4 separate regions of the Sus scrofa genome follow, and regions 1, 2 and 3 are each linked to region 4. Evidence: chromatin contacts called from public HiChIP or PLAC-seq and promoter capture Hi-C data. All regions are on one chromosome and are shown on one strand. The core of a region is the stretch at or near the end of the contact, and the rest is flanking DNA. Distances in the headings are between cores, read along the strand shown.

What was found. Promoter capture Hi-C pulls out the DNA fragments that hold promoters and counts their contacts. HiChIP or PLAC-seq counts read pairs in DNA pulled down with a chosen protein or histone mark.
Region 1: a contact with region 4 is called in an H3K27ac HiChIP or PLAC-seq map of alveolar macrophages. The contact joins the promoter of PTPN6 here to the promoter of ZNF384 in region 4. A contact is called at or near these places in 1 of 5 promoter capture datasets (liver) and 1 of 2 datasets of contacts at active chromatin or transcription factors (alveolar macrophages).
Region 2: a contact with region 4 is called in a promoter capture Hi-C map of liver, with 2.8 times the contacts expected there. The contact joins the promoter of EMG1 here to the promoter of ZNF384 in region 4. A contact is called at or near these places in 1 of 5 promoter capture datasets (liver), 1 of 47 Hi-C or Micro-C datasets (heart right ventricle) and 1 of 2 datasets of contacts at active chromatin or transcription factors (alveolar macrophages).
Region 3: a promoter capture Hi-C map of fetal liver shows a contact between it and region 4, with 2.5 times the contacts expected there. The contact joins the promoter of GAPDH here to the promoter of ZNF384 in region 4. A contact is called at or near these places in 1 of 5 promoter capture datasets (fetal liver) and 1 of 2 datasets of contacts at active chromatin or transcription factors (alveolar macrophages).

What each region holds. Positions count from the first base shown.
Region 1 is chr5:63,777,819-63,781,040 of Sscrofa11.1, reverse strand. It overlaps PTPN6 (tyrosine-protein phosphatase non-receptor type 6), which reads left to right and starts at 1,955. Exons shown (of 16, transcript XM_005652593.2): 1 at 1,955-2,179. The coding sequence starts at 2,166. It overlaps C5H12orf57 (chromosome 5 open reading frame, human C12orf57), which reads left to right. Exons shown (of 3, transcript NM_001243445.1): 1 at 1-91; 2 at 366-542; 3 at 1,302-1,531. The coding sequence starts at 40. The coding sequence ends at 1,453.
Region 2 is chr5:63,750,073-63,753,275 of Sscrofa11.1, reverse strand. EMG1 (EMG1, N1-specific pseudouridine methyltransferase) reads left to right here and starts at 1,807. Exons shown (of 6, transcript NM_001243478.1): 1 at 1,807-2,069. The coding sequence starts at 1,902. It overlaps PHB2 (prohibitin 2), which reads right to left and starts at 1,710. Exons shown (of 10, transcript NM_001243556.1): 1 at 1,381-1,710; 2 at 1,130-1,214; 3 at 741-820. The coding sequence starts at 1,507.
Region 3 is chr5:64,132,717-64,135,978 of Sscrofa11.1, reverse strand. GAPDH (glyceraldehyde-3-phosphate dehydrogenase) reads left to right here and starts at 1,959. Exons shown (of 12, transcript NM_001206359.1): 1 at 1,959-2,040; 2 at 2,314-2,354. The coding sequence starts at 2,332. It overlaps LOC110260753 (a long non-coding RNA gene), which reads right to left and starts at 1,098. Exons shown (of 3, transcript XR_002344125.1): 1 at 772-1,098.
Region 4 is chr5:64,002,208-64,005,337 of Sscrofa11.1, reverse strand. ZNF384 (zinc finger protein 384) reads right to left here and starts at 1,870. Exons shown (of 12, transcript XM_021092415.1): 1 at 1,652-1,870; 2 at 724-783. LOC102163385 (a long non-coding RNA gene) reads left to right here and starts at 1,909. Exons shown (of 2, transcript XR_297164.3): 1 at 1,909-2,251; 2 at 2,463-3,130.

The sequences.
Region 1 (3,222 bases), core at 706-3,205, 220 kb after region 4:
GTGTTTCCGTGGCGCCGCTGCACGTGCATCTTTTGTCCTATGGCGTCCGCCTCGGCCCAAGCCGCTGCTTTGAGCGCGGAACAGGCCAAGGGTGAGAATCCTCCTAGTTGCCGGGTGGGTAGTTGCCGGGTGGGCTTCCTGCCCGAGGAGGGTGCGGGCAGGAAATCACAGGCGAGAGATGTGACTGCATTCGCCGGGAACTGGGGGCGCGCGGTACCATCCTCCTTCAAAGAGGGGTCCTTGCTTCTTAAAGCGGGGGATTTGGGGGCCGAGTGATTCGGTTATTACGGCTTCAGGCCAGTAATTCCCTTGCCCTCTTCCTTGTGCCCTTTGTTCCGATGCCCTGTGCTGCATCCTTCGCACAGTGGTCCTGGCGGAGGTGATCCAAGCGTTCTCGGCCCCGGAGAACGCCGTGCGCATGGACGAGGCTCGTGATAACGCGTGCAACGACATGGGTAAGATGCTGCAATTCGTGCTGCCCGTGGCCACGCAGATTCAGCAGGAGGTTATCAAAGCCTATGGCTTCAGCTGCGACGGGGAAGGTAGGTCGGACTGGGGAGTGAAGGTAGCCTGGGTGGAGGAGAGGGCGATGGATCGTCGCGTCCCTGAGCCGTCGTCCCCTTTCTCGCCACATGGCGGCAGCCACAATCTAACAGTATTGGCACTTAGAACCCAGGGTCTACTGTGAACTTGAGCCAGGTGAAGTCTTAAGTGCATTTTGTAGTTACCATTAATTATATTGCTATCCCATTTTAAGATGAGGAAACAGACTGTAGTAGTAAACCAAGTTGGCAGGTCACAGCAGAGCTGAAACCTAACCCCGTTTTGATAGCTTTTAGTGAGATGTCTGCATGACAGCAACTTTCTGCAGCCCCTCCAAGCAGTTCCAGCTGATCTCTCGGGGTTGGCTGTTCAGTTTATTGAACCGGGTGTTTATTAATTCAGCCCTGCTGGCCCAGAGCTCTCTTCTGTCCTGGCTATGGACTGGCAATCTGGTTGATGTGCATCCTTTGTGCTCTTGTGACTAAATTGTTAAAATGGTTCACGTGATAGGGGTGAACACACTGCTTTGAGATATTTTCATTCACTGCATCCCAGCCAGTTGTGTCCAGTGTAGACTGGGAAGGGGTTGATCCAGACCACACAGGGCAAAGACCTGCATGAGTCTTGTTTTGCAGACAGCTAGCTATCTGGCCGGGGGGTGGGGTGGGCAGCAGCTAGTGACTCGGGCTGCCCCCTCCTGCTGTCCTGGGCTCCTCCAGCCCCTGGGGGTGAGGGTTGACGTTCTGCTCCCCTTGCAGGTGTTCTTAAGTTTGCCCGCTTGGTCAAATCTTACGAAGCTCAGGATCCTGAGATCGCCAGCCTGTCTGGCAAGCTGAAGGCGTTGTTCCTGCCGCCCATGACCCTGCCGCCCCACGGACCTGCTTCGGGTGGCAGCGTGGCCGCCTCCTGAAGGTTGGCCCTCCCGTGGCACTGCCCGGGAAGGGAAGACCTTGGTGTTCTGGAGGATAATAAATGTGCCTGGGACTTAGTCTTGGCGTCAGTCTTAGTCTTGGCGTCAGTCTTTTGTGACCCTGACAACCCCTACATCCTGGCCCAGTTCCCTCAGCCTTTCAGGCCGCTCTGGCTCCCTGTCCAGATCCTTCCTGTGCTCCGGCTGCCAACAGGCTCCAATGGCCGGGGGAGGGATGGGCCGGTCCCTCACCACCCTGGGTCTGGGGGCCTGCCCCGGCGGCGGCGGCGGCGGCGGCGGTGCCTCCTCTGTGTGGGGCTGCCTGGGCTTTTGCGGGGGGGCCCCTTGGCTTCTGGGCGCTGGGAGGCTCCCCCATTGGTTGGTGTGCCCTCGGCCAGCATTACTTCCTGGTCTTCGCCCCCACCCTGCCTCCCGCGGCTCAGTTGGCTGGGCTCCAGGTGGAGCTCCAGGTGGCTCCTCCCCTCCCAAGGGAAGGCGAACCCTGGACAGGCAGCTGCCGAGGGCGGACTGAGGCCAGCCCCGCCCCACCTGCCCCTTTTCCGGGGATTTTTAGTCCAGGGGCTTGGCCCTGCGGTGCCTTTGGCCTGGCGGGCACCATCCAGCGGGAAGTGGCTGAGTTCTGAGCGTTCTTTCTCACCTGCGCCCCACCCCCTGTGGCCTTCTGCCTGTGACTCCTCAGGCCTCTGGGGAGATGTTGTCCCGTGGGTAAGTCCCCTGCTTCACCTGGGTACCACAGTCCCCTGTTCATTTGGGAGGGAGGGGCAGGGTTCCTGCTCACGCCTGATAGGCGTGAGACCAGAGTGCCACCTGCCCCTGCCCCCTGCCTGGGGTCTGCTTTCCGTCCTATGCACTACCTCCCCCCATCCCCCTCCCCACAAGATGCCAGGGACTCCAGGCTCATTCGTGCCCTCTGCCCCCACCTTTTCAAGCACCCTTCCCCTCCCCCTCCCCCCCCCCCCCCCCCCGACAGATACGTGTTTATTCTCACCGTTGCATTTCTCCTTCCACCTTCGGGTCTCCTGTTTCTGCCATACGCTTAGGACCTGTCCCCCTGGGTAGCCCACTCACTTAAAACATTATACATCTGAAAGGTAGACCCGAGAAAGCGCACACGCGCGAGCACACACACACACACACACACACACACCCGCCCCGGTCCCATTCAACTTCCCAATGTCCTTCGGTTTCCCTTGACACCTGTGCGTCAGTTCATTCAGCAGATACCTGTTGAGCATCCAGTATATGCCAGGTGCTTTTTAAGGTGCTATCAATACTGTAGCAAACGAGACAGACACAGTCCCGGCCCTCCCCTTGCTTCCCTCCAGAGGAAAGCCACAGACTGTACAAGGAACCATTAAATAGGATAATTGCAGATTACACAGAAAATGAAACAGTTTCACGTGCTCGCAAACGTCGGGTTGCCGGTGGCATCACTGGTCAGGGAGGGCTTTCCCCAGGAGGTGACATGGGAGCTGAGCCCTGGGTGAGGAGGAAGCACTGGCCTTCAGCGGCTCTGAGCAGAGGAAGGGGCCCGTGCAAAGGCCTTGCTGCGGAAACAAACTAAGCAAAACTGAATAGTGACTTTTTTCCCTGGTAGGGCTTATTCTGTAACATGAGCTGCGAATATTTATATAAAAATGACTATGACAATGAAAAAAAATAGGTTAGGAGTTCCCATTGTGGTGCAGTGGTTGACGAATCCGAGTAGGAACCATGAGGTTGTGGGTTCGATTCCTGGCCTTGCTCAG
Region 2 (3,203 bases), core at 558-3,057, 250 kb after region 4:
ACAACCTGCACTAAAAATAGTACAAAAGGAGTGGAGTTCCCCTCAGGGCCCAGTGGTTAACAAACCCAACTAGCATCCATGAGGACGCAGGTTTGATCCCTGGCCTCGCTCAGTGGGTTAAGGATCTGGCGTTGCCGTGAGCTGTGGTGTAGGCTGCAGATGCGGCTCAGATCCTGCATTGCTGTGGCTCTGGCGTAGGCTGGTACCTACAGCTCTGACTGGACTGCTAGCCTGGGAACCTCCATATGCCACCGGTGCAGCCCTAAAAAGACAATAAATAAATAAATAAATAAATAAATAAAAATAGTACAAAAAAAGTACAGTACAGGTGAGCTACTTGCTTCACTGTGTACATGCCTCTGGGAGTGTGTGTGACAAAGGGTCTGGGGGAAACAGGTGCACCAGCGAAGAGTAAGGTCAGGACAGGCTGTACCAGCAGATATAGAGAATAAATGAAGCAGTTAAAAGAAAAAGGGATTTAAAACAAGACCTCCATCTAGGCAGTGAATAAGACCAAGAACAAACAACACTCTCACTGAGTTTGCATTGGGGGAGGGACAGTTAAAAATGTGCAAACACACAGTGTGTCCAGAATGTACTGCTTTAAGCCAAGCAGCAGATGCTTTTATTATAGTCTGTTTGCAGAAGGGGAAACTAAGAGATCTGACACTACCCTTTTCCCTACTCTCTGGCCAGGCTCCTTTGTTTACTGCCCGAAACGCCCCAGTGCCCAGACCTACCTTTGGAGCCTGTGGGGGAGGAAATTTTTCGGGGTCTGGCTCGAATATCATAGATGATAGGGTACTGGAACCAGGGGATCCTGGAGGAGAGGGAACAAGGATAGGGATTAGGAGACAGCAGTTTCCCTCGTTTTGCTCTGTTCTCCACCACCACCTGTTTCTTGGTCTGCTTCTCTTAAATGACCACGGTCACGGAGACATTCTCTTCTCCCTTTGGAGAACAACAGTATGTGCTGCTGGAGTTTTGGGCAGCACCCACTGTTCCGGGAGATGGGCGTGAGGAGGAGAAAGGGTGGCTGTTGAATGCTTTTGAAAATCTTACTATAGCTACTGGTGAGTCGGGATTCAAGGGTGAAGGGTCAGGGGCAGTCCGCTTTGCCCGCCATTACCTGAAGTGAAGGCCCTCGGCCAGAATGGTGTCCTGCTGCACGCCTCCGATCCGATTAAAGAAAATGGCTCTGTGCCCGCCTTCCACTGCGGGGAGAGGGGTGGGGGGGTCAGACCAGGCAGGGCTCAGAGTACGTGCGAGCTTCTGGCAGGGGCGGGGTGAGGGGCTGGGTGAGCGCGTGGACCCGGCGGGGCTGGGCAGGGGCCTAGGGAGGGTCGGCCGGTGTCCGGAAAGCGGGCGGAGGTTGCTCACCGGTGAACACCGACTCGCGGATGCCGTAGGCCACGGCGCCGGCCCCCAGCAGCAGCTTCAGCGCCGTGCCCATGCCCCGGGGCCCGGAGGGCAGCCGTCCCGCTAAGTCCTTCAAGTTCTGGGCCATGTCCGATCTTGAGGCCGGCGGCACCAGAGGTCAGAAGCGGGTGCCGGCCTGCCTTTACCGCGCTCCAGTTTACGGATCGCACCCTTCACACGAAGGTCCGAGCCCCAGGTGCTTGCTGGAGAAAGGGCACCGGAAGTGCGCTCCCTTCTAAACCCTACCCCCCCGCCCACCCACGGCAGACCCGAGCTTGGCGCACAGGAATTACGCATACGGAAGTTCCTGCCCCTTTCTGGAACCCTGCCCTCCCAGAGAGGCTTCGGGAGCGCCAGACAGAGAGCCGTCGCCATTTCCCAGCGCCCACTTTCAAAATGGCCGACGGAAGGAAGCATGCGATTGGGTGGAGCACGAGGTCCTAATTTGAGAAAATCAGCGCAATTTCCGATTTGGTTGCAAGATGGCTGCGCCCAGTGGTGGATTCCAACCTCGTGAGCGGCGCGCCGGGGAGCAGGAAGAAGACTGGGATGCTGTGGCGCCCAAGCGGCCCCGACTCGGGGCGGGAAGCAAGACCGGAGGCCGCAGACTCATTGTGGTGCTGGAAGGGGCCAGCCTGGAGACAGTCAAGGTAACTTGGGACAAGGAGGTGGAGAGCCAGTAGATCGATAGGCTGGGACCCGGTGGGATGAGGGTGATGGTTTCAAAGTGGATGTAGAAAGCAGAGGTGAAACACTTTTGGAGAAAGTGGTCTAGTTTTCTGTCTCTCGGTTTAATATCCTGAGTTGGCAGTAGTCGTTTTGTCTTTGAATCCTTTTGTAGCCATAACATCCTTGTTTCCAATTGATTAACCAGGATTCTGTGAAAGAAAGTCATCTAGGGTGGATGGGTGCGTTTCGTCCGTCACGTTGTCCCTTTTCATCACATGACAAGTTTATTGGGCACAGGAGAAAAGTAGTTACTGTGGATCATTCAGCCCACTTCTTTACTTAGTGTTTTAATTCATCTCTCTCCCTTCTCTGTATTACTGTACATTTCGAAACAGTGCCTGGATCAGATCATCATAATACTTTTACATCTTTTTATTTTTTTATTAAAAAAATTTTTTAATGGCTGCACCCATGGCATATGGAAGTTTCCTGGGCCAGGACTGAACCAGCGCTGCAGCCACTGGTAGTGGGATTCTTAACCCATTTAGCCACAGCGGCAACTCCAATATTTTTACATCTTTATTTTTAATTATTATGATTGCTTTTTACCAAATAAATCCTGCAATTCCCTTCTTAAAGTTTTGTGCAGTGTTCTCATCCCTTCTGACATTGTTTCTCCTACGTTTTAGAGCTAAGCTTGTTCAATGAGTAGGGCCAGAATGGATAGTACTAGTTTAGAAGTTAGACCTGGATTTTAACCTTGGTTTTTATACTTATGTTAAGGCTGTAGTCTTGAGAAAAAAATGTCTTCACTTTCTAAAGCAGGGGTTATTAATACTTTGAGCGGGAGTGCAGAGAAAATGCTTTTTTTTTTTTTGGTCTTTTTATAGGGCCGCTCCTGTGGCATATGGAGGTTCCCAGGCTAGGGGTCCAATTGGAGCTGTAGCCACCAGCCTACACCACAGCCACTGCAACATGGGATCTGTAACCCCATGAGCAAGGCCAGGGATCAAACCTGTAACCTCATGGTTCCTAGTTGGGTTTGTTAACCATTGAGCCACAACGGGAACTCCAGTGAAAGTGCTTTTTAAGTAGTACATTTCCATAGTAATCTA
Region 3 (3,262 bases), core at 710-3,209, 130 kb before region 4:
CACGTTTACAGGGTCTGCAGGATGTCAGCCCCTCAGCTGCAGGCCCTGTTCACCCCCTCCTGCCCCCCAAGATTTCTCTGCTGAGTCACCTGAAGCGGAGGCAGTGAGGCTGCTGTCATGACAACACTGGTGTCTTTGCTGTCATGACAACAGCAGACTGCGTCAGTCATGCTCCCTGGGCACTGAGCTCCCTCTTTTTTCAGCAAAGGACAGTAATGAACAATGACAAGCATGCAGCAAAGGGGAACATGCTTCGGGGAGCAGAGGAGGGTGGAGGGGCTCCTAAGGCCCTTGCCAGGGAGAGTATATGATCCTGGTGCTCCACTTCCCCAGCAGATTCCTCAGTGCCCAGCATCCCGCCTCCCTCACCGTTAAGTGCCCTCAGTCCCTGCTCTTGCCGCTCTTGAAAAGCCTGGGCACCGACTGTGCACATGGCTGCCAGCAACAGCCAGCCTTGGATCTGGGGCCCCAAGGAAGGAGGGCAGTCCCAGAAAGGGAAGGGACAGGACAGGCTTGAGTCGGGGTGCGGGGCAGCGTGCTCTCTGCCTTTTAAGCAAAGGTTATCATCCTGCGGGCTAAACTTAGCCACAGGCTTTTCAGCTGGAAAAGGGGGCTGGTCTCAGGTTACGCTGGGCCAGCAAAGAGGCCCCAATTCCTTCCACCAGCACCTGCTAATGGGCAACGTCCATTCCACCCTCCCCCCACCTTCCCTGAACCTTCAACACTTCAAGTCCTCAGAACCAACCCATCTTTCATCCTCTGCTCACAAACCTGGCCCAGCCCCAGCTTCTGAGGGACTGGTCTTGGAGAAGAATGGATTTCCTCCTCCACATCACGTCTGGGAAGGGGCTAGGGGCCCTTGTCCCCACCCTGTGTCCAAGACCTCCCAATCTTTTCCCTCTTATGGACACCTCACCCTGCCCCCAACATCCCCTGGGCGCAGCCAGTGAAAGGGAGGCCCTGACTGCAGGGCTGGCCTGCACGTCCCAGGATGGGGAGGGACTTCCGCTCTCACGTCCTGCTCTGCCCAGGGCTGGATGGGGTGAAAGGGACATTGTCTCCCAGCCCGGGCCGCTCAGCCCTCAAATTTCCCAGGAGCAACTTTGTGGGAGACCTCTGAGCCTCTACCTGGCCAGCCCCCCAAAGCGATCCTGTCCCCTCGCTGAGGCCCCAGCCAGCCAGGGCCTGGGGGAGAGCAGCTGGTGCACACAGGTCCTGGTTTGTCTGCTCGATTCTCAGATGTCCAGGCTGCCTGTCCTGCAGGGCATCGTGACCTTCAGTGCAGAAACTTCCCTCTCAGGCCTCCTTCCGAGCCTCCTTCCTCTCCAGGCCTCCCACTGGCCAGGGCCAGCCGCGGTCCCCAGCCCGGGGAGGCCAGGAGCCAAGAGAAGGGGAGGGGGGAAAGGGGAAGGGGGCTGGAGAGGGCCTTGCTGGAGGCCCCTCCCGGGCCTTTTCCTCTGTAGTTCCTGGGTCACTACCGAAGAGCCTCGAGAAGTTCCTCAATCTTCCCGCTTCTCAGCTTTTGAAGGGGGGGGGGTAGGGGAGACTGCAGCCGCGAGCTGCGAGCCGCGCCCCCAACCCCGGGTTCCGCTCCAATTTCCCATCCCACTGGCTCCCCATATCCTCCCGTTACATCCCTGCAGCAACTTTAACGTCCCTGGCTCCTTGGGTGTCCTCAGTTTTCGCCAGGGCCCCCTCCTCCTAGTCCACTGCCCCCTGCAGTACAACCCCAACCGGGCCAGGCAGCATCACCGGTCCCCTCCCCCTCTCCGTCCTCAGCCCACTTGTGTGGCGCGTGCACATTGGCAGAACCAGGCGGGTCCAAAGGAAAAAAAAAGAAGAAGTGGGGGTCGGCTACTCGCGACTTTACGGGCGCACGTAGCTCAGGCCTCCGCTGCTGGAGCTAGGACTGGGCGAGGCGAGCCCACGTCACCCCGCCCCCGCCCCGCCCCCTGCCCTATAAATTCCGGCTGCAGCCTTCCCCTGCGCTCTCTGCTCCTCCCCGTTCGACAGACAGCCGTGTGTTCCGTGCATTGCCAGGTAAAGCCTGGCGGAGTGGAGCCACAAGGGTTCGAGGACTGGTCCGAAAGGGACCGGGGGCCGTGCGCGGTCTGGGAGTGTGGGTGCGGGGCCCCGGCTGGAGCCGGAGTTGTGGCTGCGCCGGGCCGGGCCCCTGCATTGCGGGTTGAGGGGGAGGAAGGACGTGCAGAAGAGCAGAGCGAGGATGGAGGCCTGGGGGAGGGGCGGGGAGGGCACCGTCGGGCTCCAGCCGCTTTGCCCCGCGATCTAATGTTCTCTTTCCTCTGCCGGCAGCCGCGTCCCTGAGACACGATGGTGAAGGTCGGAGTGAACGGGTGAGTTAGGGGGTGGGGCAGGGTGGGGCAGTAAGTACTGCAGCCCCCACCAAATTGCGTCCGCAGGTCTCGCCCTACCGGGTCTGTGCAAGCATGTGGGGGACTTGGATGGGGTGGTCGTACCCCACCCCCAAGGAGAACTCAAGGTCAGCGCTCGGACCTGGAGGAGGCCCTCGCAAGGCCTCGTGTCCCCCATCCCTGGCTGTTGCGCGTTCTGTAACTCCGCCTCTGCGGAGCCTTCCTCTTCACCTGCCGCAGATACACAGCCCTGGAGTCTCCAATTCTTGCTTTGGCCCCATCCCCTAATCCCCCAGCTGGGGCTCTTTCTTTCCTTTCGCGCCCTGCGGGGTCACGTGAAGGGGAGGAGCCCATCCCCCCAGCCGCAACCAGTGCCCCCAGCCGGGCAGCCCCGGGATGCAGGAGGCACAGCTGCTGTGCAGAACCAGCTGGGAGGGGGCATCTGCGGTAACCTAGCCGCCATGTTGCAACTAGGAAGGAAATGAATGAACCGCCGTTAGGAAATCTTCCTGAGTCCTTCAATCTTTCTCCTTACTTGCCCATGACTAAGCCTTCTACCCCTGCCTCGTGGGGTGGAGTCTCCTTTATCCGGTAACCCAGGTCCGGCCACGCTTTCCCCTTCTTAGTCAGCTGGACCTCAGCTCTTAGCAAACTAACCCTAGAGCATCCCTTCAAGCCCCAGCCAGATTCCCCCCCCCGGGGATGAGGGGATGCTTTTTCTGGATGGTTCTCTGATGAATCAAAAACGGGGCTTTATGGGGGTGGTCTTGGGTTGTTTCCGGGTTGTTTCCCTTCTCTTTCTCCGGAGAGGTGTGGTAGCGTTGGCTTGGTGCCATGCCGGGGGAGCTGAGTCATGGGTACTTAGAAATTTTCCACAAAATGGCTCCCGG
Region 4 (3,130 bases), core at 621-3,120:
TAGTCAGATTCATTTCTGCTGAGCCATGAAAGGAACTCCACATCTAGGACTCTTAAGCTCTGAACTCAAATTCTTTGAGCTTGATATATATCATCGTTTTCAGGCACCCTAAAACTCAACTACCATCAAGCCTTGCTTTTTGAACCTACCTCTGAAGTCCACTCCATACAGTTTTATCCATTTTACCTCAAACTACCCACATACAAGTTTTTTTCCCCAAAACTTCACCCTGTCTCATTAAGTTCAAATAACCCCACGTTACAGATTCTATTCACTCCAGAGGTCCACTCCAAACACTGTGCTGCAATATTAAGGATGCAAACTCCACTCTAAAGTCAGCTCTGCTTGTTCCTAACAGAGGAAAGCAATTTCATAAGCTATGCCAAAAGGACTATACTAGCAACTAGGGCCCATGTGTCCCTAAAGCAGAATGAATTTCTCTTTTGGGCACAGTGCAACACTGCTTAGTGATTTCATGCAAGCATTTCACAATTCAATCTTGATGAGGACTGGTGGCAATGGAAGGTGATGGGGTACAGTGCCAACTTTTTGCACAAAATTTCCTGGGTATCCTCAAGAGATAATGAGAGGCTTCTCCCACAGCAAACACCAAGATTACAATTGCTATTATGTGAAGGATTCTGTCACATTGTCCCCAAAACGTCCCTTTATGATCCCTTCTCCCCCCGTACCGAAAAAGCCATTAACCCCCAATTGTCTTACCCTCTCTCTCTCTTCCTCCTGTCGTCTTATTCCTTCTCCTTTCCAGGGCTCCTGAACTTTCTGTAAACAAATTGTCTGGGTTACAGGGGCCGGTAAGGGTGCAGCCACCGGAGAACTGGAGAACCTCAGGAATTCTTTGACTGTCAGCACTCAGTCTGGAAGGCAGGCCGACCCCCAACCAACAATCCAAAGATGCAAGGATATAATAACAGGAGTGTAGTGCCACCCCTATGTGGATACAAGGCAAAGAAGTTCAATTCCCATCAACTAAGATGAACTCTATCACCAGTGTGAGGGTTCCACTTGGGCTCAGACACTGGTTCTTCTTGGTTTCCCAGGGCCGCAGGTAGTCGGGGGTGAGAGAACAGAGAGTTGGAAGAAGAGAAGGGTCCCTGCCTCCTGAGGATTGGCTCAGAAAGCAAAGCTGAGGACTAAGGGGGATGCACAAGCCCTTGTGTCAGGCACAGTGCCAGTTTAGGCCCAGCCGCTTCCTCTGGCCTCCCCCCCACTTCTGCGAGGACTTCGCCCCTGCCTACCCAAGGCCCTACGCCAAGAAGTACCTCCCTCAGCCTGCACAGTGGTCTAGCTATTGGAGACCCCGGCTGATCCCCAAACACCTTCGCTGCCCTGAGACAGCCCTTGGGCGCCTTCTCCTGATGTCGCCCTCCACCCTTTCCTCAAATACCCTTCTTTGGGACGCCTCTCCTTCCCCTCCAGGGAGCTGAACTCTGCCACCCACCAGACAGACACCCGCCCCCTAAGCCCCCCCATTCCTCCCCATCGCCCGCTCCTCCACAACCACTTCCGGTTCCGGGACGGACACACGTACAGTCCCATCGAGGACCCCCCTTCTCCGCCCCCCAAGGAAAAGGGGAGGGGGAGGAGCAGAGAGCTCGGCGCGCGCCGGCTGCAGCGGCGCGAGACTCACCCGGCGGCGACGGCTGCGGCGGCGCCAGAGCGCGGGAGGGGCGGCGTTTGCTGGGAAAGGAGGGAGCCGAGTATGGTGGGAGGACCCGGAGGGGGCGAGGGGAGGGGGGAGAGCGCGAGGCGAGCGCGCGGGCACGCACTTTAGGCGCGAGACAGACCCACACACTCACACGCACGGAACGCGCGCGAGACACCCGCAGGGCGGGGGCGCGAGGCAGTGGGTGGCCCCCTCCCGCCCTCCCTCCCCTAACACTCACCCGGAAGTGGTGCTGCAGCTTGTGCTCCCGAGAACCCCGATTCCTCCACGCCCCCTCCCTCCCTCCCTCCCCCCACTGGCTCGGAGTTGAGCCGAGGCTGAGAGAAGGCGGGAGCGCCGGAAACGAAAAGGGGGGAGGGAGGGAAATAGCTATGTAGGGGGGGCCACAATGGGGAAAGGGGGAAATGCAAAGGTCGAGTCACTTCCGGGAGCGGCAAGAGCACATCCGGCGCGGCTCGCGCTCCAGGGTATTCAGGGCGGACGTTACGACAAATAGGGGCGGAAGTGGCTTCTGCCCAGGGACGCAGGACCCGCCAGGGATGTGACGCCACAGCGGAAGTGAAGGTGGGTTCCTCTAAGGGCAGGAGTTGAACTGCGGTCCCGGGCTTCCGGAAGGGACTTCTGGGGGAGTGGGAGGGTGGGAAGGCGACAGGTTCATGAATTATGCATCAAGGTACGTGGGGAGGTTTGGATTCTTAAAAGGCCGGTCGTGGTTCTCTTCCCCCAGGGGGCGACAGGCTGATATAGGGAGTTATCTACCATTCTTATTTCTTAGGTGTGCTCTTGAATGTCTCAATACTGTGAATACACGGAGAGGGATAAGGGTGTGTCGGCTTTCTGAGATCCCTACTTTGGCCCAAGGAGTAACTAATAACCTTTCCCAGCCATCAGAGTCCGCCCCGTCTCTGACCACACCCGTTACTCCCCTTTTCTTTGGTCTCTAAACTCCACTGGCCGTCGTCCACAGCTCTATCTCCTCCCCTGGCTTTACTTTTAAATATATCACTCACCTCTACCTGGTACATTGTTTGCTGTCCTCCTTTTCCTTCTGGAATGTCGGCTCCATGAGGACAAGGACTGTGAATTGTTCACTGCCCTATCCTCAGAGCTGGGCGCTTAACCGTCGGTAAACGTTTATTATATCAACTATCAACGAACAGTTACAATGAAATCTTTCAGGAAGCCTTCCTCGATTGCTCCAACCCGTAACGATCCTGTCCTCTGAATTCCCACAGCATTCGGTCCCTACCTTTTGTTGCTGTTTTGACTATTTCGTGTATGTGATCTTCAGCGAAATTGTCAGCAACTCAGGGGAGAAACTGTCTCATACATGGTACCTTCCCACTGCTTTGCTAATCACACAGTAAATGCTGAATAAATATATGCCATTTAAGCAAATAAATGCTCCCACTAGCCTGCCCCGGATCTGACTAGAATCCCTCT